3 separate regions of the Sus scrofa genome follow, and regions 2 and 3 are each linked to region 1. The links are chromatin contacts, called in public Hi-C maps. All regions are on one chromosome and are shown on one strand. Each heading gives the region's core, a stretch centred on a gene start, on an enhancer-like site or on the middle of the called end of the contact. The rest is flanking DNA. Distances are from core to core; before and after follow the strand shown.

Region 1 (3,170 bases), core at 500-2,999:
CTTGTTTCCAGCCTCCCGGATCCATGTCAGTCTCTGAAGATTTTAAATCGTGGCCAAGTAGTCCTCACGCGAAATCGACCACACTAACCACGTCTAAGTGCGGTTCGGTAATGTTAAGTACGTTACACATGGTGCAGCCAACTTCCAGAACTCTTACTTCTTGCAAAACAAGGACTCCCCGTTCCCCTGTCCCCCAGCCCCTGGCACATCCCACGCTGCTTTCTGTCTCCATGAATCTGATGACTGTGGCAGCCTCACAGAGGTGGCATCACACTCTGGTTGTCTTTCTGTGACTGGTTTATGTCACTTAGCACGTGTCCTCCACCATATTGCTCAGAGCAGAGTGGGACATCTCCGAGGTGAAAAAGCAAATGGGCCGAGGTCGCCCTGGTGAAGGGAGAGAGGGCATGTCAGCGATGCCAGCTGGAAACCTGCTGTCCAGCAGGGAGCCGAGCCCACAGGCTTGGAGCTGGGGGCCGGGGACGCTCTGCAGATGTGCCTGCTCTCGGTGGGTGCCTGCGGTCACGCCACTCCCCCGGGCTGCTGCAGCAGCTGCCAGAGCAGTGGGGCTGGCAACTGCCCGGGAAGGAGACATCTGCCCGGGCTGTCACCAGAGTGGGAGAACGGAAGGCAGCTGCAAAGCAGCAGGGATGAGGTAGGGGCAGAGGACACGCTGCAGAAACACCCTCACCCCCCCCCCCAGCCCACCCCCGCCCCCAACACAGGAGCGGATTCGAAGGAAGCTGTTTTCGCCCTAAGCAGCTGTCCGGCCGGGGGACTGGGTAGGGATACCAGGCCGCCTGTCTCACAGATGCGGCCTTTGAAAGCTCCTTGGAGTTTCCTTCTGTCTCAGCAGTCAAGCAAATAATCTCTAGGAACCGTGACACCATCTTTTTCTAAGAAATGTAATTTGCTCCTGTCACCGACACAGCCTTCCCACCCTGAAGAGCCAGTGTGTTTTCTCCCTATTCATCAGACCTTTACACTCTGGTGACGAATGGAAAAGGCAGGGGTGATTTGTTACTGTTTTGGCATTGTTTGCTATCAGAAATGACACTGGCACAAAGGGGTGATCGTTTACAACGGCGCCCAAATTTACCGTTTCCGGAGGGAGGATATACACACTCGCACGGCGGTAGGGTTAATGGGTGCAGCCTTATACGTGATCTATGCGGTAATTTTCGCTTTAAAAAACCGTGTTCCCATCCACCGGCTCATTTGGGTGTCACGAGGATGTTGATGGGATTGCTTCAGTTGGCAGGAACGAGGCTTAAAGGAGAAATGGCTTGTCGCCGGCCACATAAGGAGTCCGCTGGGGCTGAACTATAGGCCCCGCCTCTTAAACCAGAGCTTTCTCCTCTCAACTGTACTTGAGAAGAAGACGCGTTAGAACCATCGCCAGGGAGAGGCGATTTCTCTCCCCTGCCGGTGGGCCGCGCTCCCCCACTGCAGCCCGAGCAATCCTGAGGTGCCCGATGAGTGATTACTTGAAAATCAAAGGGGTGTCATTGTTAGGTTGAACGTTGTAAAACTTCCATTTTTAAGAGGTCTGAAGTAGTCAGATATCAGCAGTTTCATGTTTCAAACAACTCCTGTAGGTTGCATTTCCCTCGCAGCCGCAGGTGGTCGTTTTGTTGGCGAATTTGGCCCGTGGCTCACCTCCCCGTTTTGCGGCTCCTTGCTCCAGTCCGCAGGGGCATCGGATCACTCTCCTCGTGGCCTCCCTGACCGAACTGGACCAGCCGTGAAGGCGGCAGACCAAACTGTGCAATTAAAGCCAAACCGGGCAAGGCAGGGTCATGTAAACATGACTCACAGATGACCCGCCTGCGAGAATTTTCAACAGGTCCGACCGGCTTCTTCTTCTTGCACATTTTGCCTGGAAAAGGCCTTCGATCAGTATTCTTTTCATTCGTCTGGCGTAAACTGGCATGTGTTCTGGTGGGTGGGAGACAGCTGACTTCCGAGGCTGTTGCAGAGGGAAGACTAGAAAATCAGGGGGTATCTTGGCTGAACGTCAAGAATGAAGTGAGGGGCAGTGAGTCAAGTGGCTAAAGACACACACATTAGAGTCATTCATTCCTCCTGCTTGGCGGAAGCTGGGAACTCGCACCCCTGGCCAGGCTTCCCACCATCTGGAGCGAGATCAGGACCCTCCCACCAGGGCTGGAAGGGCTCCAAGGGGGGCAGGCTGGCAGGAGGGCCGCGACCGCTCTGCAGGGAGACAGGGCCTCCTGCTTCCGCAGGCAGCAGGCCGAAGAGAAGAGCGCCTTCTGCCTTTTCTTTCCTGGATATGAGGTCCTTTTGGGGACCGCTTGAGACTGGGCGTGAAATGACTAAGCTGAAAAGCTTCTGGGGCTGCTGCTTTGGAGGAGCGGTGTTTTGAAGGGGCTGCACCCCACATTTCTCAGTTCCCTTTTCTGGCAATAAAGGCACCGTTTCCCCTTTGCACTCCACGTGCTGAGAGCCCAGGCAGAAGAACGCTGATTCCCACAGCGAGATGTCTTGCCCAGCGAGCAGGGGCTGCGTCCCTGGTCCCAGTTCCAGCGGGCAGGGGCTGCGTCCCCTGTCCCAGTTCCAGCGGGCAGAGCCTGTCCCGGTCCCAGGTCCAGCGGGCAGAGCCTGTCCCGGTCCCAGGTCCAGCGGGCAGAGCCTGTCCCGGTCCCAGTTCCAGCGGGCAGAGCCTGTCCCGGTCCCAGGTCCAGCGGGCAGAGCCTGTCCTGGTCCCAGGTCCAGCGGGCAGAGCCTGTCCCGGTCCCAGGTCCAGCGGGCAGAGCCTGTCCCGGTCCCAGTTCCAGCGGGCAGAGCCTGTCCCGGTCCCAGGTCCAGCGGGCAGAGCCTGTCCTGGTCCCAGGTCCAGCGGGCAGAGCCTGTCGGAGGGAGGCAGAGCCTTCCGTGAACCAGTGGGGGGCGGTGTGCTGGGAGGTCATCTCTCTGGGAAACCTCAGCGCCGCTCTGGTTTGTAACATCCGCCCATTGTCAGGGGTCGTGGTGTGAAAACACTCCCACCGTAGCCGGTCTGAACCGCCAGTAGTTTAACAGCTAGTAATTCGGCTTGCGGAATTTTTGCATGTTTGCCACCTCTGCTGATTCTGGACTTGGTGGCTTAAAAACTGGAGTTGGGCAGAGGCATGAGCAAAGGCAGCGTGGATCCTGGGGAAGAAGCGTGT
Region 2 (3,170 bases), core at 389-2,888, 240 kb after region 1:
AGGGAAGCCAAGGCTACCCTGAAAATCAGCAGATCAACACCTGACGCTCAGTGACTGCCTCATGTCCGGGCTGGTTTGGAATCTTAAATCAGAAGCCACAAATGCCAACACATGTCAGCATGGGCAGTCACAGCTCCTGAATGGGTGGCCCCAACCCTGGCGGGGCTGTGGGGCCCAGAGATGCCCGCCTCCCTTGCAAAGTGGGCACCCGCTACTGGGGACGCTCACTGTGGCTATATGGGAACAATGGCCCGAGGTCGCCAAACTTCCCATTGTTTTAAGCTGGACTCTCCATGGATACGTGCCATCTCCTAGTTTTAACCTTGACTCCATTTTTTTGGAAATATCACTGAAAAGAAACAGAGCTGATAGACTGTGGCCTTGGCATTGATGACCCCTTCCTTCTCATATCCAGCATCACCCGTGGTCTCTAAATCCCTCTTCCATCCATCTGGCCCCCATCCCAGATGCCTCATCTGCAGATTATTTTTCTGTCTTGCTTCTTTGGACCAAAGACTCTCGGGCAGACTTTTGATTCAGCGTCTCCTAAGGTCTGCCTTCAAGTCGTCTTTCTTGGCTTAATCCACTGCAGGCCCTGAATGAGTGAGGTTCTACCCTTATGTCTGACCTTGGTGTCCAGAGAACACGCCCAGGCTTGGGTCTGGCATCCTTACTACAGCTTGTATGAGCAGAGGTTCTGAGCTAGAGAGACGTGTGTGTGTGTGTGTGTGTGTGTGTGTGTGTGTGTGTGTGTGTGTAAGAGAGAGTGGGGGGCAGAGGGGCAGGTGTTGGGGAGAGGGGTCTGGGGAGGGAGAGATTAGTAATAAGAATGCTGAATTGAGAGGGATTTGTTCCAAACACAGGTCGGAATAGCATAAAAAGCATATATGAACATAGGAATAACGTGGAGCCCTGAGGATTTGAACTTGACACATCAAAGCTGTTTCCTTAGCCACACTGGTTACTCATTACTAGCAATGGCTCTGGACTCTGGCTGCATGTTACAATGACTCAGGAAGCTTTTATAACATATGGATGACGGGGCACCATCCCCAAAGATTCTGATGCAATTTGTCTGGATTATACGACTTGGCATCTGTCCTTTTTTTAAAAGCCCTCCACTGATCTTAATGTGCCGTAAGTTTACAAACCACAGCACAGGGAGAAGCCCCACAGCACAGTGGTGGATTCTGAAGTCAGCTTTCAAGTGAGCTCCAGGTCAGCCTTCACCCCCTTCCCCCCCCCCAATAGCTGTGTGACCTTAGCCAGCATGCTGTGGGTGTCTAAGGCTTACTCAGTCATGGAAAACCCCAAATCAAGTGCCAACTTCACAAGACTGTGTTGGATGAGGCACTGTTTGCCAAGCACTTAGCAAGGACAGAATGAATTATGGCTGTTTTTGTTACCAGCAGGTATGAAGGAGAATCTGATGACTGTTCATGATTCAACAATACTTTAAATCATCTCATCATTTAAAAATAACACGCTAAGCACCCATATACAATCCTACTCTATAAAATGTATACTCACTGAAAATACCGTTTCAGCAAGTCATTTGGACAATGTCAGAGGCTGCTGTTGCACAAGACCTTCAGGCTTTGTGACCTGTGGACCCCTGGCAAGAAAAAGCTCTTCTGACTCATGTGCTGGGAAGTCATACAAATGAAATGCTCTTGGCTATTAAGTACATGCCACAGTATTGAACCATCCTAGCACTACGGCAAATTCAGATTCCAGTAACAGCGACATGCCCTTGTGGCTTATCAAACTGGCAAAAACCTTTTAACAGCAGCAAGAAGAAATTTTGAATTTTATGCACTAATAGTACGATAGCATGTCGGTGTGCAGTTCTTAGAGAAAATTTAGTGATGTGTATCAAAGGGCTTAAAAATATAGATATCCTTTGGTTCAACAATTTCACTTCTAGAAATTAATCCTAAAGGAAAATAATCAGAGATCCATGAAGTTTCACAATTATCAGTGCTATTTTTTAATAGTAGGACGGTTAAGTGCCAATTGAAATATAAATAAATTATGGTACATCTATATATATTCTATCTCGTGTGGAATATCATATTATCATTTTTAAACCACATTTTCCAAGATTAGCAAATGACGTAGGAAAACACCCATCAAGAACTTTAAGTAAAATATACACCCAAGTAGAAAAAAATTTTAAGGTAAAAATCCAAGATGTTAATAGTGATGGGGAGTTTCCATCGTGGCGCAGCGGAAACAAATCCGATGCGGAACCATGAGGTTGTGGGTTCGATCCCTGGCCTCACTCAGTGGGGTAAGGATCCGGTGTTGCCGTGAGCTGTGGTGTAGGTCGGCAACTGTAGCTCTGATTGGACGCCTAGCCCAGGAACCTCCATATGCTGCGGCTGCGGCCGTAAAAAGACACAAAAAAAAAAATGTAAATAGTGATTATCTTTGGGGGCTGGGATTGTGAGACTTCTGTACTTTTCCATATTTTCTATAATCTGTACTGTTTTTATCATAAGAAATCTATGTTCTAAGAGTTTTAAATATTCCTTTGCCAAAAGCAAACAAAACCAGCCAAAGTCCTTATAAAGAATTCTATTTTAGTGGAGCTGATTTGTGTCTCTAGACCAACATTATAAATTCTATTCCAGATATTTTGAGACAATGAGAGGATCTCTTGCCAACAACACTGAATTTGTTAGAAAAACAAATTCTCCCCCCAGAGGTATATTTTCCAAGAAAAGAGAAACAGGTGTGAGAGTACGTGGGATGTATGTTTCAGATGCTCCTGGGTGTCCAATTGAGGACACCTGGTGGCAGCAGAAAATAAGGGACTGAAGCTCGAGGGAGAGGTTGGGACTGAAGACGTGACTCCAGGCGTCAAGGGCTTAAGGATAAAAGCAGAAGAATGTGATAAGTTTATTCAAAACATATTTGTAAAAGGACTAGGTGGTCGAGAACCAAAATCTGGGGAAAGCCTGGGAAAACGGGAAGGGAAGAGGCAGCAGTGCTGGCAGCTTATTTGTTAACCTCCCCCAACCCCTCCGTGAATGTAAGAAAAGAAACCAGGATGGCAAAACAAAAGGCCCAAGGACAATGTCTACACGGCAACGAGGTTGGCCAGATGCCCCCCAGATTCCAAAAATCCGAGCAGGTGCAGGAAGATCTCTGGCAGCCACAAAGTC
Region 3 (3,170 bases), core at 315-2,814, 160 kb after region 1:
CTGGCGGCGACTTAAGACTCGCCTCTCATGGGACGCTGGGTTGGGCACATCCTGCCGCCCTCGCAGGACCTCCGCCTAACGCCGTCTGGGACTCGCCTGGGATCTCCTTTGAGCCGTAACATCGGCTGAGCCAGACGTCAGCCTTGGGCGGGTGCTTTCAAACAGGCTGGGAGTTGTGCCAGGTCCGAGGAAGGGGCCTCGGGGCCGGGGAGGGGCTGGAGAGACGGAGGGCGTGGCTTGGGGTCCTGGGGCTCCTCCCCGGGTCCTGGGACCCCTGGGGTTGAGCCGGAGAACTTCACTCTCCCGGGCGTCTCCGCGGTTGTAGGACTCCACGTGGGGATCTGTTGGAGAATAGAAAGGGCCCTTCTGCTCCGGGGAACAAAGAAGGCTTGAGAGGCCGAGGGGCCGTGCAGCCCAGGGCCCAAGGGCGGGGCCGCCGATCAGCTGGGGAGCCCTCTGGCCTCGGTTTATCCGTCTCTGAAGCGGGGACTACCGCGGGACGCTCCGCGAAGGCTGTTGGGAGGTCGGATGGCGAGAGCTGACTGCGGGCTGATTCCGATGTGACCACTGCTAAGCGGACCGGCCATCGTGGGCTTCTGAGTGGAGCGATATCATGATTAAATGTTTAAAAATCTCTCTCTGGAGGTGTATTGGAAAATGGACTAGGACAAGGGTGCTAGGCTCGACACCCGAAAGTTATTATCGAAAGTTATCCCCGGCGTCTGTGTAGGGGCCTCAAGCAGCGGCGGCCAAGATGAAGCCGAGTGAAAATATTAAGGAAGCCGGGCAGGAAGGGACCACCTGCTGACTGGGGGTCGGGGGAGGAGAAAGAGTTGGGGGATCCGCGTCCCGTCGGGGGCACAAGCTCTGGATGTTTAGGAGGGAAGGAGCGTTTCCGGGAGCAGAGGGACCTTGCGGGGCCGCGGTCCTGGCGCAGGTGGCCGTCCGGGGTGGACTGCAGGTCTGGGCGGAGCGCGGCGCGCACGGGCACATGAAGAACTGTGGGCTGTCGTGGGTGAAGGTCAGCAAGGAAAAGCTTGGGGAACAACAGAGACCAGTGATCACATCCATCAGAACGCAGGTGTGGGAGCGGAGTGGGGCCAGCGCAGAGGGAGGGGCGTGTCCCCGGGGCTCTCAGCTCATCCAGTAACTGCAGGGCAGCGCGGGTCTGGGGACAGACACACTGGTGACACTGGCAGCCTCTCACTAGGGCATCTCCTCGGGTTGGCTGCTCGTGGAATCGGAGCCTGGCCCCACCTCGGAGCCCAGCAGAGTCCGCGCCCAGGCCAGAGAGCACTCGCCAGAGGGAGTGTGAGTAAGGAGGTGGCTTTTGATGGCTCTCCAGACACTCAGCATGAGTGACAGCTCAGCATGCAGCCGAATCCAAGGAAAGGGGCCTGAGCGGTGCCCCCAAATCAACCCCTACCACTGTGCCCCCTCTTCTGTGGCCCCTGCCGCCCCATCCTGATGCTGGGGACTCAGCAGGCGCTGGACAGAGTGGAGACGGAGCGCAAGACTGTCCTGTGCGAAGGCTTCCCGAGCTGGGACGCGCTGAGAACCCGCCTGCTTTGACCGCGCGCTATCTCCCCGCCCCCAGCCCCACCCCCGTCCGTAGCTCCACCCCTCCCGGCTCCACCCCCTCGAGTCCCCCCCGCCCCCCAGCCCCAGGAGTGGGAGGGCTTTCTCCTGGCTCTTCCACCCCCTGGTAACCCATGCGCTCAGTTCAAGCCCCTCCTCTGGAAAGCCCTGGAGCAGTCCCTACTCCAGGCAGCCGAAGTGAAGGACAGTGGTGCGGGGTGCGGCTGCCAAGTCCTTTCCGTGGCTACAGTCTCGGCTCTGGGCTCCCCACGGCTGGATCAAGTCTGCTTATTCTGCGCTTCACGTGATGCAGTGAAGACAGTGCAGTCCTCAGGGGGTGTCCCACTCTCAGACTTCAGCCTTCCCTGGTTCTGACCATGGAGCTGGGGTCAGGCGGGCAGCACGCAGGCCTCCGGAGCACAACCAGGACGAGGTTCAGAGCCGACAAGTGGGGGGTTGGCAGAGTCCGTGGAGCCTGGAGGAAAAGGCCCCCCAGACCCCTTCCCTCAGTTCAAGCCCCTCCTCGCCCCCCCCTCCCCCACCAGATGCCGCCCCATCCTGGCAGAATGAGGCAGCCCCGGGACCTCTCCCTGGGCCCCCCTCCCCACTGGCCTCCAGTTGGTGCCGTCAAGGGGGAGAGCAGCTGGAGACGGGTGAGGCCGGGGCGGTGCTGGGCTGCAGCTAGCTGTCCACCTCTCGGCAATTCTGCATCCAGACCTCACTTTGGAAGCTTGAAATAGGCGATGGGGAGAGAAATCGCCAGGAAAACAGACAAATGCTACAAATTTTAAGGACGTTTCCCCGAGAGCTAGCTATTGAACACTGAGCACTGGGTGGACTTTTATTCTGCTGCTCCAGTTATGGAGTAGCTTCGGGCTGACTTTGACCAAAGGTCATTGTTCTGCAAGTAGCCATCTTCACACACTGGTCTTCTGGGCATGCACTCTCTCGTGGTTCCCAAATTGCCCCCCACCTTGTAAGTAGCCCCCTTACTGATAACCTTCAGATTGTCTTAATGACTGGCCACCTGTCTCCTGCAGAGATCTCGGCAGACACAGTGGGAGGCAGATGAGTCACAACCACTGGCCACGTCATTGTGGGTGTGGCTGTGAGGTGTCCAGCCCTGGCCTTAAATTCTCACCAGGCCATTCAACACCAGCCCGGCTCCCAGCACCTTGGTCCTGCCTCCAAGTGTGATGGTTCCAGAGCTTGAGCCTCCTGCGGAGGGAGAGAGAGAGGAAATCCTTCACCTAGAATGACAGCCAAAATCTGTTTTTTAAAAACAGCTTTTTCTCAAAATCTTTGCCCATTAATGTCTCCTCTCCCAACAACTCCTCTAATACTAGGACATGAAAAAAAAATCGCTTTTCCAAAAGATGACTTTGGAACCTCCAGGCTCCAGTGCAAATCCGAGGGAAGAATCCACACAAGGTGGGGCCAGGGTCTCCTGCTTTGGCAGCTGGTTCAGAGTGAAAAAGTCCCAAACCAGGGGCTCCGAACCTTCGCTGCACATTCCCTCCCCCCACCCCCCCCAGGAGCTGTGGACAGTCAGACACATGGATCCTGTCTGTGTGAGCACAAGAAACCACCCC

What was found. Hi-C and Micro-C count contacts between places; a contact is called where the count stands out from the background.
Region 2: a Hi-C map of liver shows a contact between it and region 1, with 1.7 times the contacts expected there. The contact joins two enhancer-like sites. A contact is called at or near these places in 3 of 47 Hi-C or Micro-C datasets (liver and skeletal muscle).
Region 3: a Hi-C map of liver shows a contact between it and region 1, with 2.6 times the contacts expected there. The contact joins two enhancer-like sites. A contact is called at or near these places in 2 of 47 Hi-C or Micro-C datasets (liver and skeletal muscle).

What each region holds. Positions count from the first base shown.
Region 1 is chr7:2,710,835-2,714,004 of Sscrofa11.1, reverse strand. No RefSeq gene overlaps it. Among named protein-coding and RNA genes, the nearest start is that of CDYL, 130 kb to the left of the region's middle. Within about 2 kb of position 1,749, at least 8 of the 83 cell types and tissues checked have an H3K27ac peak or open chromatin away from gene starts, as enhancers often do. A contact at or near this core is called in liver, where this site is marked.
Region 2 is chr7:2,474,124-2,477,293 of Sscrofa11.1, reverse strand. All of the region lies in intron 1 of LOC102162837 (a long non-coding RNA gene), which reads right to left. Among named protein-coding and RNA genes, the nearest start is that of ECI2, 30 kb to the right of the region's middle. Within about 2 kb of position 1,638, at least 20 of the 83 cell types and tissues checked have an H3K27ac peak or open chromatin away from gene starts, as enhancers often do. A contact at or near this core is called in liver, where this site is marked.
Region 3 is chr7:2,546,470-2,549,639 of Sscrofa11.1, reverse strand. No RefSeq gene overlaps it. Among named protein-coding and RNA genes, the nearest start is that of ECI2, 100 kb to the right of the region's middle. Within about 2 kb of position 1,564, at least 23 of the 83 cell types and tissues checked have an H3K27ac peak or open chromatin away from gene starts, as enhancers often do. A contact at or near this core is called in liver, where this site is marked.